Regions from separate parts of the Mus musculus genome. Here region 2 is linked to region 1. The links are chromatin contacts, called in public HiChIP or PLAC-seq maps. All regions are on one chromosome and are shown on one strand. Each heading gives the region's core, a stretch centred on a gene start, on an enhancer-like site or on the middle of the called end of the contact. The rest is flanking DNA. Distances are from core to core; before and after follow the strand shown.

Region 1 (4,594 bases), core at 1,148-3,647:
GATAAGTTGCTTGAAGGAAGCAAATTATTATGACTGAAAGAAACATCATGGTAGTTTGAATTATCTCAGACACTCCTCACTGCTCTAGGGTCACCCTTTTTGGGGTATCCCTTTTCTGGAGGATTACATTTGCAACTCCACTGACCTTATATTTAGTCATGTGACTTGCTTAACTACCAGAACATGAATGGAACCGACCCATGTCACTTCCGAACGGGAGTTTGAAGACCCAGCATGTGACCTACCATCTTTTCCTTCCATCTGGAGACTAGCAGTATTTCCAGTCACAACTGTTCCTGAGCCTGGATTCCAAAGCCAAGTTACAGCTGACTCACAACAAGCTTGCTTTGTGAGTGGAAGAGAACTGGAGTGGTGAGCCACCAAGATCTCAGGGATGTTTGTTATCGAGGAATAACCAAGCCTTCCCTGCCTGGTATGAGAGTAAATGAAAGAGGTCACAAAATTCTAGGCTAAGCTCAAAATCACCATCTTTCTGCTTCAACTTATCAAGGACCAGAATTACAGATGGATATCACCATGATAGCTTTGTTTGATGCCCCCTCCTCCTCTTTCTGTTTGATGCCATTTTTATGAAGTCGATAAACAGTCCAGACTCTATTATTTCAGAACAAATGTTGGTTGACACAACTATAAATAAAGCAAACACTTGAATAACTCAGGAGAAAGTGTTTGCATCAGGGAGGCACAACCGGGGAGTTTTACTCTGCGTGAGTTATATATACCGTTTTTGTGTGAGTGACACAATTAAAAAAGTTTTATTTTAATTTCCTGTGTATATGTGTGTGCCTGCAATCTGTTATGCGCATCACACACATGTAGTGCCCGTAGTGACCACATGAGGGCGTCGGATCCCCTAGAACTGGAGGTAAAGGCAGCCGTGCGCTACTTGATGTTCATACTGGCAACTGAATACAGATCCTCTAAAAGAGTAGCAGATGCTCTTAACCACTGGGCCATCTCTCCAGTGGTGGGAGGAACACACATGTGTCTTCATGTCCTGGACTCTTGCCGAGTCCCCAGGACCCTGAACCTGGCGATCTGTGTGGCTGCCCTGAGACGTACAGTATGGTGTAGTGTGCTGCCCTGGGATTTCCCAGGCACAATCATAACAATTCTGGGTGCTTGCGCTTACGTTTGTGGGAAACTTTTCTTGGATCCTAGCTACCAGCTGGTTTGAAGGAACCCAAACTAGCCCGTGTGGAGAGGCCACATGCGGAGACTAGGAGTAGGTGTTTGGGCTGACAGCCCAGCTGGGGCTTCAGCCAAGCCAGCAGACATGTGGGTGAAGATGCCTGCAGATGACTGTAGCCCCCGCTGCTGAGTCAGTCTTGGCTTGGGGCAAAAGTTAACCACCCTTTCTAGTTCTTGTTTGACTTTCTGACCTGAGCCCTTCAGCAGATCAAATGGATTTCATGGGACCTAAGTTTTATGTAGTTTGTTATCAAGAGAGTTTGACCTGTGCCCATTAGACCCGCACAGGTGAGTCCATCCATGTTCTGACAAACCACGGTCAGTGTAGAACATGAGAAGCCAAACGTGCACGTGGTACTCCGAAAGAAGCCCACCACAAAGATTCAGGCTCTCCAGTTAGTCCAAGGGAGACTCCCCAGGAGAGTGGGTTGGTTGCTACATGATCCCAGCTCTTGGGAGGTGGAGGCAGGAGGATCGTTAGCTCCAGGACAGCCTAAGATATATAATGAGACCCTCTCTAAGAAAGACAAATATGACCATCTGAAGTCATGGATCGCTTCTGTACATGCAAGCACTCACGCATGTATGCATATCTGTACATGTGCGTGCACACGCACACACACACACACACACACACACACACACACAGAATTTGTGGGTGAAGAATCCCATGGGAGTTTCTTTCATTTACGTGTTTATCCATTTGCTGAAGAATTCTTTCATTTGTCACACAATTGCTGAGTATTTATGAAGAGACAGACCCTGAGATCCCTCTATTCTATGATGTGCCACCTTCCAGAGGTCAAACAGAAGAGCTTGGACAGTAAATGATGGGGCTTTTAGGGGGAGTGTTAGGCTCAGCTGCTGTAGGGCCCTGTGCAGATACCATCCTCCACCCTCCACCCTCCGCCCTCCACCCTCTAAACTCCACCCTCTGGTGTTAGAGTGGAAAGTCACGAGCTTCTAACCTTTTTGCTTCTTTGTTTATTCCAACCCTAATTGCTGTAAACACAGTGACATCAGAACATACTCATGTTTCTCAGATAGTATGGTGTCTGGAGGAGAGCGATGACTAATATAGTTGTGCTATCATATCAGTGTGCTCAGGGCTCAACTGAGGACACCAGAGCAAACTGTCTCAGCACAGGCTGCCTCAGCCACCCTGGTAGCCCACAGCTCCTTGGCTCCATCCCACAGGGCTCCATTCCCTGCCAAGGCTCATGTGCAGTGCAATGTGCCTTTGTGCTTTTGCTCTCTCTTTGGCTTGGGAAAAGCCTCTAGTACCTGCCATTTGTTTGTGAGCAGGGAGCTATCCTCTTGATTGCCTCCAGGAGACAGGGCAGGAGGAGGGCTTGGAGATAAAGATGCCTGTGGTTGAATTGTATCCCATTTTAAAAAGATTGTATCTTGATCATTTTGGGATAGAACCATTGCAATCGATGATAAATTAAGCTATAGTCTTGCTGGCTTGGGATCACAGGCCTTCAGTGAAAGATGAATGTCTTTAAAAGAAGATGAGGGGCTGGAGACATGGCTCAGTGGCTAAGAACACTGACTGCTCTTCCTAGAGGTCCTGAGTTCAATTCCCAGCAACCACATGGTAGCTCACAATCATCTGTAACGGGATCCCATGCCCTCTTTTGGTGAAGACAGTGTACTCACATGCATAAAATATAATAAATGATCCTTTTAAAAAAATAAAAGAAGAAAAGAAGATTTGAATGTCGACACTGATGTAGAAACTGAGACAAGGGGAGATGCCAAGTGATCATGTAGAGCAGGGTGAGGTATCTACAAACCCAACAATGCCAAGGCTTGCTGACAACCACAGAAGGGGAGCGAGGGGTGTGGTTATAGTCTTCCTGCACTGTAATGAAATGTCTGAAACAATAAAATTATAAATAGGAAGGGTTTATTTTGGCTCACGGTTTGGAGGTTCCAGTCTATGGACCATGGGCCTACGATGAGAAGAGCGTCGCGGTAGGAGCCTAGGGTGGAACAAGGCAGACTGGGATCCTGGAGTGCCCTCTGCCTCTCCTACAGATTCCTTCCAGATGGAATTCGAGATGGAACAGGGGATATTCTCATATGATAAAATCATAGAGAAAAGTATGCTAACACAAGTTCAGGATAGTGGTCCTTATGGGAGAAGATGGAAGCAGCAGAAGGCTCCCATGATCTGAAGATGCACAAACATGGCTTTTTATGTTATTGACCCCCAAACCTACACTCCACCTTCTCATGTGTGGCTCACTCCTCAGCATGGATTCATGAAGGCTGCATCACTGACGAGTTTATTCAATAAAAATGTGTAAAGAACCAAGTGTTTCTTATGAGCACTCTAGTTAATTAACATAGACTCTATGCTTCTCAGAGTTCTAAGAGGCACTGATGGGGCATGGTGGCACAGGCCTGCAATTCTGCAGGAGGATTGTGAGTCTCAGGCCAGGCTTCATAGTGAAACTTGGTCTCAACACCAATTTTAAAACCCCTAAATAAAGGCTGGAGAGATGGTTAAGAGCACTGATTGCTCTTCCTAGAGGTCCTGAGTTCAATTCCCAGCAACCATATGGTGGCTCACAACCATCTGCAGTGGGATCCCATGCCCTCTTTTGGAGTGTCTGAAGACAGCGACAGTTTGAAGATAAGCTACAGTGTACTCACATACATAGAAATAAATGAATCTTAAACAAGAAACATTAAAATCCCTAAGATATAAGGTATCCATTTTACTTGGTGGTGTAGCCATGGTAAGGTGCTGTGATCTCATAAATAATGCTTTTAGGTGTGTCTCAGAAGACAAGCCTAATGAGATTCATTGTTCAAAAAAGGAAAGGAAAAGAAGGGAGGAAGGAGGCAAGGAAGGAAGGAGGGAAGGAAGAAAAGGAAGGAAGGAGAGGAAAGAGCCATGAAAGTAGGAGAGGAAATAGCCTTGAAGAAAAAGGGCCCATGTGAGAGGAACAGGAGGGAGTAATGGGCGAGAATATTATCAAACTACATTATGATGTTATGTCTTATATGAATGTAGGAAATGCCGCAATGAAACCCATTATATATAATCAACACGCGCTAATATAAAACCTTTTTAAAAATGTACTTTTATTTTGATATGAATTGATGACTTCAAGATAGAAAAAAAAAAGGCAAGAAACCTACTTGCACTGAGTGTACTTCAGTGGCTGAGTGAATTAATAAGCTGAGGTATCTGCCTCTGATGGAGCACTATTGCACACTTAAAAGGAAGGACATTTGACTCTGCTAAGTGACTTTTCCTTCTGCCAAGTGAAACGGGCCAATGGCAAGGGGCACACACTGCTTGAGCCCACTTAGAGCAGTCTGACTCATGGAGACACAAAGTCGAATAATGTCTGTAGGGACTGGG
Region 2 (4,634 bases), core at 496-2,995, 230 kb before region 1:
AGCGAGAGCCCAAAGTCTAGGGGTTCAGGGTTTTTATTGTGGTTTCAGCAAACTTTGGAAATTTCCATATGATTAATATATTTTAAAAACTGCATTTCTGGTGTAATCTGCAGGAACTGAACATGAGGGCAGGACCACCTGACAAACAGGATGGCCAGGTTATCCACTCTCTGCCGGACACCTTAGGTTATCTCTATGTACCTGGGTCTTGCTGTTGTAGCTTGGCTGTTGCTAAAGAGGGGTGGTAGTGGTGTCATAGGATGTTTGCTCTGGTGTGATTTTCTTCCCGGAATTGGCATTTAACCCCTGGTCTCGCACAAAATGGAGTTTCTTCAAAAAAAAAAAAACAAAAAAAAAAACGACAGGATTGGCTGGGTTTTACACTGGGAATTAAACATGGGTCCTCTGGAAGAGCAACAAGTGCTCTTAGCCACTGAATCATCTCTCCAGTCCTGCAGTTAGTGCCATAAACAATATCTCCAAGGCAGGGATGGCAGCAGCACACCTCTACAGTTCCCTTGCTTAGGAGGTCGAGATGGATCGTAACCTCCAAGCCAGCCTGGGCTGCTGATGAGCTTCAGTTCCAAACAAACAAACACCTATCTCCAAATAGTCGCAGCTGCAGCCCGAGTGAGGAACTAGGGGCACTAGACTTCAACCTAAGACTTGGAGGGGGGCGGGATTTGGCCTGTAAGAACGGAGGTGCATCCAAGCCTTGTTTCCTACACTGGCTGGTGAACTCTATTCTGCAGGGCCAGTGTGGACTTAGGGTATGGAAGTATCACAATGTGTGGTGTGTGGGCCTCTGTTTACACAAGCATAGTCTAGGTCCACAGGGCTTAGCTTCTACTGAGTCACCGGGTCATTGGCACTTTCTGCTGGTCCCCAACATGTCTTTCTTAGGACCCTCTCTCAAGTCCAGTCCCGACGCACTCAGGACCTGGGGTTGGTCTGGTGTGGCTACATATTCAAATGCTAATTCAAATACTGTATCCCAAGATGTTTGCCCCAAGAAGACTGAATTCTGTCTACACCAGCTTTTGTTGTGCAAACTTTGTGCCCCAAGTTAATTAGTCAATAAAAGGTTAAAGCTTATGATTGGGCAGTAGATGGAAGTAGGCAGGTTTTTACTTACCAAGCTGGGAGTTGCAGGGAAGAGGAAAAATGGAAGAAAGGAGATGGAGGGAGGAAGAGGCAGTCAAGAGAGAAGATGGACCATGAGCCGGAAGCCAGGAGAAACTGCAAGTGACAAGGGACATTCGGCTGGGATATAAGTGAGACCTACTCCAAAATCTGCCCAGCCTAGGCTTACAGCTTGGAAACACCTGGACCGTGTGTCTTTTGGACAAGCAAACTAGAATTTATATTTCAATTTACAGAGCACAGTTGAGAATCTGCCACCAACCCCTTGTGGCTATTAAATCCTTCATGGATCTGGAAAGCCCAGGCTGTTCTGGGGTGACACTGACCCTGCGTCAGCCTGGCTAAAGAAGGTAGGTTCCATTCTCTCTCTCTGAGGCCAGTCAGAGCCAAGAGGAGACGCCTGTGCTCCGCAGCCCAACAGTTCCCCATCAGGAAGGACTGGGGACAAATCTGAGTCGTGTTCCCAGCAGCCTGTGAGGGTGGCCCTGTGGGTGTTCTGTCTCAGCTAAATCAAGATTCGGCGCTGCTACCCTTCTGCACCACAGAGGTAGCTGCCAGCTCTGCACAGGAGTGAGTCATCGCCTCCAGAGAACACACATACCCCCACATAGGAGTGCAAGGGAGACAATGGACTGCAAGACGCAGAGAGGAAGCTGCTGGATGTCCAGGCAGTTGCAAACATCGCTGAGAAAAGGGCCCGAGTCCTCAGTGAAAAGCAGTCCCTGCCCAGTGCAGATGGGGATGCAGTGTATGGGAACACTGCGGAGAGTTACAAACAGCAACAAAGTGTTCTCAAAAGCCTTCTCACCACAACCCACAAGCCTAGCAGATAGCAGATAGGATCTTGCGGGGAGGGGGGGCTTATGGAAGGTTTCCCTTCTCTCCTTTATTAATGTTGGAGATGGACGGTGGAGAGGGCCAGCCTCTCTGTCTCCACTCTCCAACATGTGGAAGAGCACATAGAGGACTCCCCCACCCCCACCTCCACCCCCACCACATCTTTTTATTACCTTCCCAAATATGGGACCCATCTACCTACACTCAATATCTACTGCTTACGTGGTTCATTCTACGGACTCTTATGAGCCACCCTTGCAGTGATCAGCTTTTGTTACCTGCTGTAGTTTTTTGCTATAAAGTCACCATGAACCATAGGTCCCATGGGTAAATGCAGGATTAGGTTCAAGTCAAGAGTGGGCGGGCGAGGGATATGTAGAGGCTAGATGCTCAAGTGTTGTTCGTCGGGTCACTCAGGTAGTGGTCCATTTTCTTCTCTCTCTGTTTCTCTGTCTCTGTCTCTGTCTCTGTCTCTGTCTCTGTCTCTGTCTCTCTCTAAGACAGAGTCTTTTCACTGAACATGTAGGCTAGTCTGGCTGGCCATGGTTTCTCTGTGTAGCCCTGGCTGTCTATGTAGACCAGGCTGACCTCAAACTCACAGAGATATGCCTGCCTCTGCCTCCAGAGTGCTGGGATTAGAGGTGTGTGTCACCACTGTTCAGCTAGAAGATACGTTTGTCTGTCCCCCCAGAGCTACCACTTCAAATACATACTACCACAACTTGACTTTTTACAAATATTTTTTTAGATTTATTTTAGTGTGTGTGTGTGTGTGTGTGTGTGTGTGTGTGTGTGTGTGTGTGTGTTTGCATGCATCTGTGCCATGTGAATGTTTGGTGACCCTGAAGGTCAGAAGAGGGCACAGATGGTTTTGCGTTACCATGTGGGTGCTGGGAATTGAAGCCAGGTCCTCTGCAAGAGCCACAAGTGCTCCTAACCACTGAGCCATCCCTCCAGCCCCTCACTATCTCCCCAGCCTCATGCTATAGTTTAAACAACCAATCAATACATGACTTTGGTTTGGGGTTTCTGTTTCAAGGAATCTTTGTTCCCACAGTATCCCAGGCACTCACAGCTAGCAGCAGTTCTGTAACTCTCACCTGAACAAAACTCACCAAACACACATTTCTCTGTAATGTCACTGACAGTCTACCGTTAGCCTTGTAAAGGGCCCTAGGTCCCTCTGGGGAAGAACTGGAGGAAGTCTGACAGTAAAACTTTTAGGTATTTTATTAAGGTCCTTTCTCAGAGGAACCTGGCTACTCCTTCATTCAAGGGGCTCTGGCTATGCAAAATGTCTCAAGTCTAGAAATCGGTTCACAGGCCAAGAATCCCTTTTGCCACGATTCAATGTAGTCTTTCTTTCATTTGAGAATTTTTGGAGGCTTCTTGTCTATTTCATGTCTCAAAACACCATGATTGATTAGCCAGTACCAAAGGTCCATATGAGTCATATCATCATAAAAACCACTTTGTCAGGCTGGGCAAGAGCACTGACTGCTCTTCCAAAGGTCCCGAGTTCAAATCCCAGAAACCACATGGTGGCTTACAACCACCCGTAATAAGATCTGGCACCCTCTTCTGGTGCATCTGAAGTCAGCTACAGTGTACTTATGCATAATAATAAATAAATCTTTGGGCCGGAGCAAGCAGGGACTGAGCGAGCTGAGTTGAACGGAGTGAGCAGGGCCGACCGGATCGAGCAGAGGTTCTAAAAATTCAACTCCCAACAACCACATGAAGGCTCACAACCATCTGTACAGCTACAGTGTACTCACATAAATAAATAAATCTTAAAAAAAACCCACTTTGTTTATTATGGTCTGCTCATCATGATCTAGCGTAAGAAAAGGGTGACAGCAAAGCTCCTCAAATGTGCTGGTGACCTCTCACCATGTTGTGTCTCATAGGATTAGTGACGGGCATGTCTTCTAGCTCTTCCCATTGCAGAGGATTGCATTTTACACAGAGCACCCATTCTAACATTGCTATAACTTTAATTTTTTTCAAAACCTACTTTTAATGATGGTTCTTGAATGCTTTATCACCCCCCCCCTTGTAGCCCACCATCCACCAGAGATAGTGGAAAAGAAAGGATATGGGGGAAGTGGGTCTATTTAGGAAGGTTCTTTGGAGCAACTCCAACCTGTGTTGTCCGGAAATCGGCAGTTTAGTTCACAGGTTAGCAACGGCAGCTCGATCTGCTTGTAAACACTTCATGGATACACCAGCAATCCAGTTCAGGAGAGTCAGGTTAGCAAACACGAATCAGCAGCGGTGGCACTACCTAGCAGAGACAAACAGGCCTCATCCTCAACTTGATTCAGTTGGAGGGACCAGGAGGAAGGAACGCCAGGATACGTTCTAGGTTGTGCCTCTCTCAGGGAGGTGAAGATCAGCGAAGACGAGAGACCCTCAAGCATTGCACAGCTAGCTCTGTGAGCAAGCCAAGTTCTTAAAGCTGCAGTAGGACACTGTTCAATTACACCATCATCAAATTGGATTTGTTCTTGTAAGTCAGCATAATGCCCGCCCTTCACCAAGTAGCTGGCCTTTAGTAACATTTATACCCCTTGGTAAATTATGTTGTGTTAGTTTTGTGGCCTCGTGCCTCTACCACCACAACCATTGTAATTGTTGGCCAGTTTCTAGAA

Evidence for each region. HiChIP or PLAC-seq counts read pairs in DNA pulled down with a chosen protein or histone mark.
Region 2: an HNF4G HiChIP or PLAC-seq map of pancreatic cancer cells shows a contact between it and region 1. The contact joins two enhancer-like sites. A contact is called at or near these places in 3 of 39 promoter capture datasets (embryonic stem cells, hippocampal neurons and liver), 1 of 15 datasets of contacts at CTCF or cohesin (embryonic stem cells), 26 of 484 Hi-C or Micro-C datasets (the AML12 cell line, the Ba/F3 cell line, CD4 T cells and 11 more) and 4 of 115 datasets of contacts at active chromatin or transcription factors (bone marrow-derived dendritic cells, embryonic stem cells, pancreatic cancer cells and 1 more).

The regions. Positions count from the first base shown.
Region 1 is chr7:79,252,209-79,256,802 of GRCm38.p6, reverse strand. No RefSeq gene overlaps it. Among named protein-coding and RNA genes, the nearest start is that of Gm39040, 6.9 kb to the right of the region's middle. Within about 2 kb of position 2,397, at least 45 of the 459 cell types and tissues checked have an H3K27ac peak or open chromatin away from gene starts, as enhancers often do. A contact at or near this core is called in pancreatic cancer cells and trophoblast stem cells, where this site is marked.
Region 2 is chr7:79,483,817-79,488,450 of GRCm38.p6, reverse strand. No RefSeq gene overlaps it. Among named protein-coding and RNA genes, the nearest start is that of Mir9-3hg, 14 kb to the left of the region's middle. Within about 2 kb of position 1,745, at least 17 of the 459 cell types and tissues checked have an H3K27ac peak or open chromatin away from gene starts, as enhancers often do. A contact at or near this core is called in pancreatic cancer cells and trophoblast stem cells, where this site is marked.